Linked DNA regions of Columba livia: region 1 is linked to region 2. The links are chromatin contacts, called in public Hi-C maps. All regions are on one chromosome and are shown on one strand. The core of a region is the stretch at or near the end of the contact, and the rest is flanking DNA. Distances in the headings are between cores, read along the strand shown.

Region 1 (5,502 bases), core at 205-2,704, 99 kb before region 2:
GGTAGCTTCTCCTCGGAGGCCAGGGTGGAACGAAAAGGCATCCACGTAGGATTGACACCATTGCTGCTCACGTTGGCCATCCTGGAAAAGAGATGCCCATGGTTAAATATGCTCCGGGGCAGCAGAAGGGCTTGCTTGGTACCCACCTCCATCAGCTCACCTTGGGTAGTGGCACTCGATAGGGACCACGGCAGGGCTGGTGCGGATGATGACAGGGTTGCCGGCAGGAACTGGCTTGTAGTTTAAGCTTGTGCTGTAGACCAGAGCATCAGGAGTCACCTGGGGAAAGACGAGATACATTATCCAGTCACTGTTCCTCAGCAACACACACAGAGCAGCACATTCAAGCCCGGAAACTCAGAGCTGAGATGTTTCTTCTGGAAGGTTCAGACACATCTATATTCACCAGGAAACAGCTAATTTCTCTGCCTGTTGCACACCCTTCACTGCACACACATCCCCAGAGAAGACAGCCCAGCTCCTGCTGCCCTTGGAAAGCAGACCGAGATGTTCAGCTGCTAGGAAAGGCTTTAGAACCTTTCCCCAAGCCCAAATACACCACAGCCCCCTGCCAGCCTCAGCACCCCAAGATGCAGCCCCCCACCCTCAGGCCCCAGCCTTACCCTGAGGGTGCTGCCGCACTCATGCAGCCCGGCCACGAAGGTCACGGTGGTGTCAGCAGAACCCTGGGCTGTAGGCAGGCAGGCGGCCGAGCCCAGGGTCAGCTCCGCAGCCCTGACCAGCCGCCCCGTGCCAAAGAGGTCCCTGTGCACCGTGACCACCACCTGCGCCTCCTGGCACCGCACGGCCACAGGGTGCAGGGGGGCGGCAGCCTGGAGCTGAGAAATGTCCACCCATGCCCAGGGGGAGGGCTGGGGGAAGGCACGGGGCTGCCCCACGTCCCCTCTGTACCCCCAGAGCTCTGCCTCCCGTCCAGGGAGGCTCCATGGGCTGTAAGCAGCCACCTCCCCCAAAACCCAGCAGAAAAGAGCAAACCCCAGGCTGCTTCCAGGCCTCATCCTGCCCACCAGGGTCCAGCACAAAGAGCAGCTCCTGCCCAGGGCCTTTTATAGCCCACATCTCCTACAGCCCAGGGGATGCTCAGGTCCTCGGGCAACTGGCAACACCTGTGAGCACTCAGTTCCCTGCTCTAATTAACTAATTAAGTGCTGGATGGGGTCCCTTGCTCACAGGAGAGATATTGAGTTGGCTGTGCAGCCAGTTGCAGTTTTCTCCCTTGCTTTTTTGGTAGCAACCAGCTCTGTAAGATCCATAGAGATGTGTCCCACCTCCAGGCCACATGTCCCAAACCATATGTTCCATGTGTCCCACCCCCAGACCATGGGTCCTTCTGCTGTGAGGTCTCTGGGGGATGGTGTGGAGGGTGACACTTTCAGATCCTCTCTATGCCCAGCGTGGGGTTTAAGAGCCTCAGGACCCGGGGTCAGCTCTAGGGGGAAGGAACCACCCAGTCATGTTAATATCTTTATAAAATAAATGGCACCCTGGGGATTCTCCGGTGTCTGATATAGAGCTGTGTGTGGGGAGCAGCCTCTACAGCCAGAGGAGAGCAGACCCTATTGCAAGGATTAGGGTTTATCTGACAGGATTTTTAATTGCTGTTTACAATCTGCAAGTGGGTTATTTTTAATCAAGGAAATTCTCCCGTGACATCAGGATTATGAGGCTTTTTAGCTGTATTGTAGAGCACCAGTGATGCTTTTTTAAATTGTGTACGTCTGTTTCCTCCTTTTAATTAACATTATGCAGATATGTGTCTTTGCCCCTTCCTTTCTCGTATCTGCAAGAGATTTGGCACTTCGAAAGCAAGGGGTGTAGTGTGCGCACACAGGACAACATGCACACGTTAACCTCGGTGGTTCTGGGGCTTAACGAGCATACACAGGGTGGTCATTTTGTACACACGTAGTAAAACAAATCTGTTGCTTCGTGTTGCAGCTGTTGTGTCTGCTGACAGCCAGGTGCTGTGCGCTCTGTGTGTGCAGTAAGTTCCCTCATGAAACCCTCACGCTCACTGTGCAGATGCGATACAGCAAATGTAAACATACACAGTAGATCGGTTGCTTCAGGGACATCGCCGACTTAATATTGTTGGGAAAAATAGCTGGTTTGTGTTTGCATAGTACACACAGAAAGATGTGAGAAGAGGTGCAAAAAAACCCCAGTGAACATGATCTGCTGCTACCAAGACCTTCTGTGGGTTTTTTGGAAAGGAAAACTGCCAGGAGAGGGCGCATGAGTTATGCTGGTGGGATGTGTATGTCCCAAGATTTGTAGGATTAAAGTATTCCGAACCCTCTAATGTAGCTGTATATTTTATATTTAGAGCTTCACCTTCTTCAGATTGTCTAAAGACGTTTCCTGCATTGGAAAACTGTAAATATTTTGCCGTCCAGCACTTATATCCTCAAATTGATAGAAAGCATCAACCCAAATGTATCCACTCAATCAAAAATATTTTATGAATTAAAATTCTGTTATTTTTGTGCATCTTATATGCTGATCTTCAGTCTTGGGGTTCACATCTGTTTAATCGCATTGAAATAAAGGGGAGGAAAAGCGACATGAATTCAGGACTGTTAAGAATAAAAATGGGTCTTGATTGCCCTGTGTGTGATAACCTGATGCGGCTTCCAAGTAGACACGTTGGTTTACGACACCTTTTTTTTCATATTTTCATAAAATGATGGCTAACAAGCCTTCCTCTCCCTGGTTCGTCAGAGTCGGGGTCTGCGAAGAGTAAAAAATGCTTCAGCAACGATAAGAGAACTTTTAACAGAACTCAAAAGGCTTGGAACTGAAGAAGAGGTTAATGTCTGTCCTTCCCGTCTGCGCTTCCAGTTTCATTCCTTACTGTGTAGTGCATAAGGGTCTTAGATTTTAGAAATAATTTCATGAAAGACCAGAACATTACAGTCTCATGACATTAAATATCTTTAAGTTGTGAAGAAACAATAATGAAATTATTTTATTTGTCTTCTGGGTGAGCGTTTCTTACAGATGCTCAGACCAACTGAGCGTTTCTCTAGAATTTCAGCTGTGTTTGACTAAGTTTCTGTAATGCTGTGATTTATTTCTTAGCTCAGACAAATCAGAGAGTACCAAAAGATATCTGTGGATCAATTAAGCAGAATGGAAAGGAGGAGTAAGTATATTCACTTCTGTTGAGAGCTGTGAAGTCCTCTTTCCATTTTTGATGTGACACATAAGGAATGTTTTTGGGAGTTCATAGCCAGCTCATCAGTTCTCGCAGAGGAAAGAATAAACTCTAGGAACATAGACTATTAAAATAAAGTGTGGGGTTTGAACCTCGCAATGTTTTTTCTGTGTTGTTATACTGAGGCAGACTGAAGAAGGACAACTTCTGCAGTACGGTTGACTGGGTGAGGTGGCGCTCAGAAACGTTCACCTTTCCTCAGGCAGAAATCCACCAGTGTGCGAAGAGCCTTGGAACGTGGTGTTGCCGGTCATGAGTACTCGACACCACAATCAAATCCCAGTGTGTTCTATCAAGGCAAATTTTATATGGCAGAATTAAACTGTGCCGGCCTTTTGTGTCAAATTTTGTAGACGATGCCACGGCAACCCTTTATTAAAAAACAAAAGAAGTTGTTTCACTTCTGTGTAGCAGAGCAGCATGCAGGAAAGTCACAGCCTTGTGGTTTGGGATGAAAATAGCTATTTGGTTTGTCTTTTGCAGTGAGAAATGGGGTGTTTCTGTAGGTCTGGACTGTAGTGTGTTCCTAATTTAACATTTAAAGCTATAGGTTGTAAGTCACTGTCTTTTCCTGTAGGTTAGTTATGTAAACTAGCATTTGTTCATATTGTGCTTCCTTTAATGCCAACTTCAAAAAATCTTTGCATATCTTGTCAAAGTACATCATGCAGAGGGTAAAACTGTATTTTGCACACACTGCCGTGCATCCCTCATTTAATAAATAAGCCTAACAAATGGGCTACAAATGTTAATCGCTGAGCAAGTGTCGGTTGTCAGGTGCTCTGCTTTTGCTAGAAACATCTTAGGTGGTGTGCTTATTGGCCTCAGCAGAGGGAATGACCATATGGATATACCCTTTCACAGATATTTGTTAATAACTCTCTCTCTGAAATTGATGTAACTCATACAGTGACTCTATCTGCTGTGGTTTTATGCCCTTTCCCGTTACATAAGGAGCGTAGAAAGCGAGTGGGCCTGGTCCCAACCTCACGACTCAACAGGAGGGTTCTCTTTGCATCTCCTGACTCGGTGTGAATTGTTCAAACTCAATTCTAACTCCATTCGCCTTTGTATGCTTCTTCCATGCAGTAATCAATAAGGGGAACCTTGCCATCACGCTTACTAAACCTTGTCAAAGCACTGTTAAAATTTATTAAATTCTATCGAATTTATTGAACTCTGTCAAATTACCATTTTTACCGCAATACAACATATTGCTGCCTCTCTTCTGAGTGAGGTGCATTCCGCTTATCTGCGACATGAGGGCTTCAAAGTTGAAGTTTTCAGTCTTAATCAGGTCTGGCATTCGCGGCAGCAATGCAGGGTTTTCCAGTTTCAAAGAACAGAATGCAAACAGGTTTTTCCTCAAGACTGCCCCAGTGGAGATGCCGCAGCCTTTACAACCATTTGTAAATGCAGGAAAGCAGCCACGGTTCATTGAAGCTACACTGCCTGAGAGGAGAGTGGAACTGAGGTAAAACACCCACATTGACCCAGTTTATGCAATTTGTTGCACTTAAAGCTGAACCCATTTTCGTGATGCCTTTTCAAGCATCAACTTTTTTTCTGGCTTATTGTCTGGAATCATGTCAGCACTTCTCTCCGCTCTCAGCGTTACCGAAGGACGTTTTTCCCTGACTCTCTCCAGACCGGTCCGTGTTATGTTCCGGCAGAAATCCACGTGGAGCGTTTGCAGCGATCCCCCATACAGGGTCACGGCTTCCAGTGTCCGGTCAGTGATCCGCACGCAGTTCTCCAGTTTGAGTGTCCTGAGGTTTGGGCAGTTCTTGAGGAGAAGCAAGATGCAATCATCTGTAATGTGGCCACATCCTGACAGCGTCAGAGACAGCAGGTTTGGACATCTGAAAACATGATGGTTGCAGGTGAGATGAGGGGAAAAATAAATAATGGAGCTTGGAGAGGCTCGTATTGTCAAGAATAAATACAGAAGTTAGAAAATTACTTCCTCTTCCATCAGGAGAGGTAAGAAAGCATGGGTTTAAGTGGGGACATAGTTAAAATAGATCTTAATTCTCAGCTTTACTAATTGCAAAACTTTCCCTGTTGGTAGCAATGTCTACAGCTCAGTTGACCTAGTGGAGAAGGGGATGCAAATACCTATTTAAGCTGCAGCTGCATTGTTTTTTCCTAAGGAGCTGCATGGTGCTGTGCTTCTCCAAGTGTGGCAAAGGAAGACCCAGCAGGGACGAAATGTAAGTCAGGATGGACTGGAGGACAAGAGTGAAGAGGCTGCTGTGCGCACA
Region 2 (5,579 bases), core at 1,048-3,547:
CGGAGTCTTTCAAGAAGCACTTAAGCATCTGACATCTCTAAAAACACAAAGCACAGACCTTTAGATCTTAAATTCATGAAAGCAGTGAGTGTGGTAGTATATTATCAAGGTATGGGGGGGTCTTTGGTGACCAGCTGAAAATCAGAAGCACAGAGCAATTTTATTAATAGACAGTATCACTTAAAATATTCTAGATATGGTAAACACGCAAAGATGGTCAACATACAGAGGTACTGGCCATCTCAGCCATGTCTATACCTGAATCTTTGATTATTAATGCAACCTAATAATTGGCATTAGTTACCATAACGCACTATTCATCTTGGTCACACAGAAAATGCTATGGACACCATCATGTCTCCACGCAAGACAAACACCTGTCTGTCAAAAAGCTGTCAAAAGCCCAGTGGAATCGGGGATCTACTTCATCGGTATGGAGAAACATACAGTAATCAAAACCGGCACTGGTCACCTTTTCCCCAAAGCAAGATAATTTTGGAAAGATCTTTGGAACACAAATCGAAGTTTTCACTTGTTATTTGGAAACTGAAAATAAAAATAATATCTTGTTCTCTTGGTTTAATATCAGAAATCAACCTCTCGAAAGATAACTGGCAAAAACAACCTTGTTATTGTTTTGCACGTTACTGGAATTATAAAGTGCCACAAAGGTCATTTACTGTTTGAGTTATTAAAGATTACATTTCTGTCATAAAATGGTGACTATAGGGTAAGTACCACAGAACGCTCTGCATGCAATTCCAGGTGAGTGAAGCAAGCTGTGGCTTCTGCACTCAACCACAGCCCTTCACCTGACGTTATACGGCAGTCACAGGACGATGTATCATGGGATCAAAGGCTACCATGTCACACTGCAACCCACTTCTAGAAAACTTACCTGACTCTCTTGGTCTTGTGGTTTCATTTAGGTAGAATTTAAATAGAGAGAAAAAAACACTTTCAAACAACGTATGAAGTATTTAATTCTACAGCCTTAAGCAAAGCACAGCTTGGAAACTTTATTATCATTGAATCACTTTGATCTTTACAGAAAGAGCTACGGTGTCATAAGTTGAAGAAAACTGGCAGGCAGTAATAACATTAACTCCTGAAAACTTCTAAATATGTGGCTGAAAGGGAGTTTGTTCTGATACTAACTTGTAATGAAAGCCATGATAAATAAAATATTAACAACTTTGTTTTAAATTCTTAATTTCCAAGAGGTGGCCCTTACTATGGAAGAAAGTTCAAGGGTTAATTAACAGGGTTAACTCTATTAGCTGTGTTTGATCTCTAGTTTGCATCATATACTCAAATTTAAAAACTAAAGTTCCTAAGCTTTATTGTTTGCTTTAGGGCTGCAATAATTTTATTTTCTATTATTAAACCTAACTTTTGAGAAAGCACACTGCCACAAGAGAACTGCTGATACTGAATTCTGTCGTCTATTTGTCCAATATGATTCCGCACTCAAAGAATCTCCAGTGAACGGGAAATACCACACGACTTACTTCGAAAGCCTGCTGCAGGTAAGTCGGAGTAGTTCCAGGAGCAGAACAGAAACCACCACTCCAAAGACGAGCACGATTTTCCACACTGATGCTTAATGGCTGCCCCAGTGTGCACAGCAACAAACCGCGCAAGGGAAGAAAGCAGCAGGGAGACCAGCCAGACAAAGCCCTGGCATAAAAGAGGCAGGGGAAAAAGCACAAAGAACTGTTATCCATATTACATTTTCCACTGGCATCCGAAATTTCTAACGGCATCTCCATGAGGCAGATAAATGGGTTAGAGAGTTGCAGAGTAAATACCACAAAACAAATAAATTCTAAGGAAGAGTACATTTCCCATGACGAGAAACTATTTTTTTAATTTTAAGAAAAATCAAACTAGCTATTTCCTCTCTGATGTGGAGAGGGTGGTTAAAAAACAGTTAAGTAACTGCATCTATTTATGCAAACTACATTCCTACCGAAAGAGGAAGGACTGCTGTGAGGAAATACAGAAACGCAAGAACAGCTTCTAAAACCACTTTTGGTAGAGTCTGTCTCTTACAGTAGTTATGGTTCTTGGGAATACCTGCCGGGCACCGAAAATCAAACAACAGTGCCTTGAAATGGATTTAAAGGCGCGTATGGAAACGAGGGCCTGCCCGGGCACGGCAGCGGGCGCAGGCCGCGCTGGCAGCCGGGCTGAGGCGGCGGGACAGGCCGGGGACAGGCCGGCCCGGGTGGGACACCCCGGCGGGCACCCCCGGCTGTGTGGTGACCGGGAGGGCGGCCCCACAGAAACGCCAGAGGAGACAGTGCGGGGGCGAGCTGCCGCCGCCATCTCAGAACGCCGCCATCCCCGCTCGGAGGCCCGGCTGGGCCTCACCGAGGCCGAAGCACAGCGGCGGCTGCCCGGGTGGCTGCGGGTGAGGGGAACGGAGTTCAGACCCGACGGATCTGGGCCCGGCGGCTCCTCGCCCCTCCCCGAGGGCGGCTCCGTCACCCCGATGTCAGAACACCGCCGCTCCCGCTGAGGAGACGGGCAGCCGCCGTGAGATGGCCGGTGCCCGCTCCCGCTCCATGCAGCCGGTGCTCGATCTCCGCACCGCGCGGAAAACCGCGAGGTTCGTGCCGGAAAGCAGCACCGGCAGCGGCTCCGCTGCCCTCTGCCCCTGAAGGCGGGGCCGCCGCTTCCCGCCGCCTCTGCCGGTGTCCCCGCAGCCCGGGAGGTTTCCCCGCACCCCGGGCTGCAGCTCCGCCGGGACCCGCGGCGGCCGCGGGGCTGGGGGAGGCACAAGCGGAGCGAGGCCCCGCCGGGCGGGACGCGGGTTCGCGCCCGAGCTGCTCCGGAGACACGGGGGAAAGCGGCCCCACGGGCTGTTCTCCTCCCCTCCCTCGAAACAGATAACATTTCTGCTGAGTAACGTGGCACTCAAAGAACAGTTAATTAACTGAATACTATTTTCAAAGGATTGCCCATCCCTACACTGGGCAGAGCACCGCTATTCTGGAAAATTACTTACAAACAGTACTTAAGACATAGGTGGTGGCCTTTTCCCAGTATTTTATTGGTTCAGAGCATAACTGTGAGCTGTACAAAGTCACTGCATTTCAGGTGAGGAAGCTCAGAAGCAGGACTCATCAGCATTAGACATTAATGTCACGGACAGAACTTGCTGAAGCTTCTTGGAAAGATTCCGTCCGTCATCTAGAATACATACCACAGCTAGTTAGTTGCCATCTTGCCTGGGAAAGAAAAAAATAAATAGATAAATAAATAAAAGCAACCCTGAGAATTTGCCAACAGCCTCGAAAATAGATTAAATAGTCAACTTTTTATTTTTTAAAAAGCATCATTGATACAATAACTTGCACTTCACTTGTAGTTAGTTGGGTAAGTAAAGGCTGAAACATTGCCAGCGTGGACAAAATAGTGCTAAAAGTGTCAGAAATTGTGAACGCAAGCAGTTGAGAAAGGCACCTTCCATTTTCTATCCCAAGATAAGCATGTTCACAGTCTGTTTATGCTAAACCAAGTCAGAAAGGTGAGGACAAGGGTAACGCCTCCCTGATGAATCAAACCCCCTCAGTGTGAGACCAGTGGCCACCCCCAGGCTGGAGCTGTGTCACCGACACTCCCGGGGAGCTGCGCCATGAGCAGAGAAAGTCACAACTGCAGGAAGCCATCGCACCACCCACGCAAGTATTCAAAACTAAATAGGGTGAATTCTCAACACTTAGTGCGCGTTTACAGAATTCCTGTTCACTTGGAAGTCAGTACCTTGTATTCAGTAGTAGAGTTCAAGTTACACACGCTTTCCACAGTTCATTAAACGTGCTAATTCCCTAATTCCTCAGGTGAGGAACATGCTTGTATCCTGCTCAAAACTTAGAACGTGATTTAGCAAACTGAAGGAACAATATGTACCGAATATGTGCTCAGAGGAATTTACACAACATTTGTTCGCACCAGAAGCTTAATACCGATGTGCTCTGCTAAAGACAGTAACATTTTTGAAGCAACTACAAAACATCCTGGAGCACTAAAAATTCTCTTCAGTATGTTTTGCATTCCATTCTATGCCCTTTCTTTAAACCTCTAGGTGTCAAGAATAAGCTTATGCAACATAAAATCTTCATTTGTGTATCTCTTGAAGATCAGAATCTTTCCAAAGAAAAATTATTTTAAAATCTTGTATTATATTGATTTTGGTATAGTTCAAGAGCACCAAAGAGCCGCTAGTTACCTAAGTTGGAAAAAAAATCATTTAGGAAGAAGGTGATTTACCAGATTATAAAAGCTGGATACATTCATTCTATGTGTGTACCAACAACTTGCCTCTGGTCTACAAGTGTGCACTATTTGTATAGCAATTCCTCGTCTGCAGCCAAAAATAGATCCAGGAACTGTAATAAATCACCAATTTCAAGCAGAGTAAGCATGCTTGCTATTTCCTTTCAACAAACAGAGAATGCAAACGTATTTAAAATGTTATTGGGGTGCAGATGCAGGCCACTGCTTCTGTGAGAACTGAGAGACTTGCAGAAGAGATTTTAGGACTGCTGAGCATCTAGAACCAGTTCAGATCAAGGGGATCTGCAAGATAATGTTTAAACAGCTGGTCCTAAAGCAGCAAACTTGTCTGCCAGAAGAAAAAAGAGAGTAATAATAATAATAATAATAATGTGTAACAAGAATGTAACTCTAGCTTTCTGTTGAGGTAAAGAGCCAATACATCCCTTCAGCTAAACAGTTCATTAGATGAACAAGTAAAAAGCACCAACTTTAGAAGCTACTTGTCATCCATGTGTTTCAAATTTATTCCTTAGGGTGCCCACTTGGGTGTCTCAACCACTAATCTGCTTTTATCTTGAGCAGACAAAACCATTCCTTCCTTAGGTTCACTCATTTTCATACCCACTGTAACTGACAAACCAGAGTAATTTGAAACTGAAGAACTATATATATATATATATATATAAACAGTCAACAGATATTCCTGTCAAATCCCTCTGTATTCAGTGTAGAAGGAAGCTGGACAAACAATATTTGCTATATTAATTCATGATATTTGTGCCTCAGGTAACTTCTAAACCTTTCACATAACCCTGATTTAAAGCAAAACAAAAAAGAAAACATTAACAGCCAAAGTGATTAGATAATTCTTAGTCAAACTAGAGATTGTGTCTCATGTTACCTTTACTGGTATTGCCAGAAGTCACTTTGGAAGGGTATTTCATGACACTAAACGTCTGGTTCCTTATGAAGCTGGAGGTCACTGAAATAACGTACTTAGATTTAAACAATCGCTAAAGAATAGAGGATATTTCAGGAGAAATCTAAAGAACAGTCCAGTGCAGAAACCAGCAAAGCCACACAAAAACCCCTGTGGTTTGCCGTGGAAGTTAAGCAAAGCTTTACAGATGCAACTCAGCTGGACCCCTTTCCACAAGAGATGTATGGAAAATACAGTGGAAATGCCAACTGTATAGAAACTACGTGGAATATTTCATACAAAATACTCCAAATACTTTTCATTACGTAACTTTTATTTGAGACACACGTTGTAAAAAAGTTCACATGGAATA

What was found. A called contact is a pair of places that touch in the nucleus more often than the background predicts.
Region 1: a contact with region 2 is called in a Hi-C map of crop, with 3 times the contacts expected there. The contact joins the promoter of LOC102086650 here to the enhancer-like site in region 2. A contact is called at or near these places in 2 of 2 Hi-C or Micro-C datasets (crop and liver).

Annotation. Positions count from the first base shown.
Region 1 is chr11:17,681,016-17,686,517 of bColLiv1.pat.W.v2, reverse strand. LOC102086650 (zona pellucida sperm-binding protein 3) reads right to left here and starts at 1,454. Exons shown (of 9, transcript XM_005501115.4): 1 at 624-1,454; 2 at 161-279; 3 at 1-81. The coding sequence starts at 1,019. FBXL22 (F-box and leucine rich repeat protein 22) reads right to left here. Exons shown (of 2, transcript XM_005500980.3): 2 at 1,593-5,100. The coding sequence ends at 4,755. LOC135580505 (a long non-coding RNA gene) reads left to right here and starts at 4,982. Exons shown (of 2, transcript XR_010475276.1): 1 at 4,982-5,121; 2 at 5,392-5,502.
Region 2 is chr11:17,582,734-17,588,312 of bColLiv1.pat.W.v2, reverse strand. RAB8B (RAB8B, member RAS oncogene family) reads right to left here. Exons shown (of 9, transcript XR_010475271.1): 9 at 5,520-5,579. Among named protein-coding and RNA genes, the nearest start is that of RAB8B, 29 kb to the right of the region's middle. Within about 2 kb of position 2,297, at least 3 of the 3 cell types and tissues checked have an H3K27ac peak away from gene starts, as active enhancers do.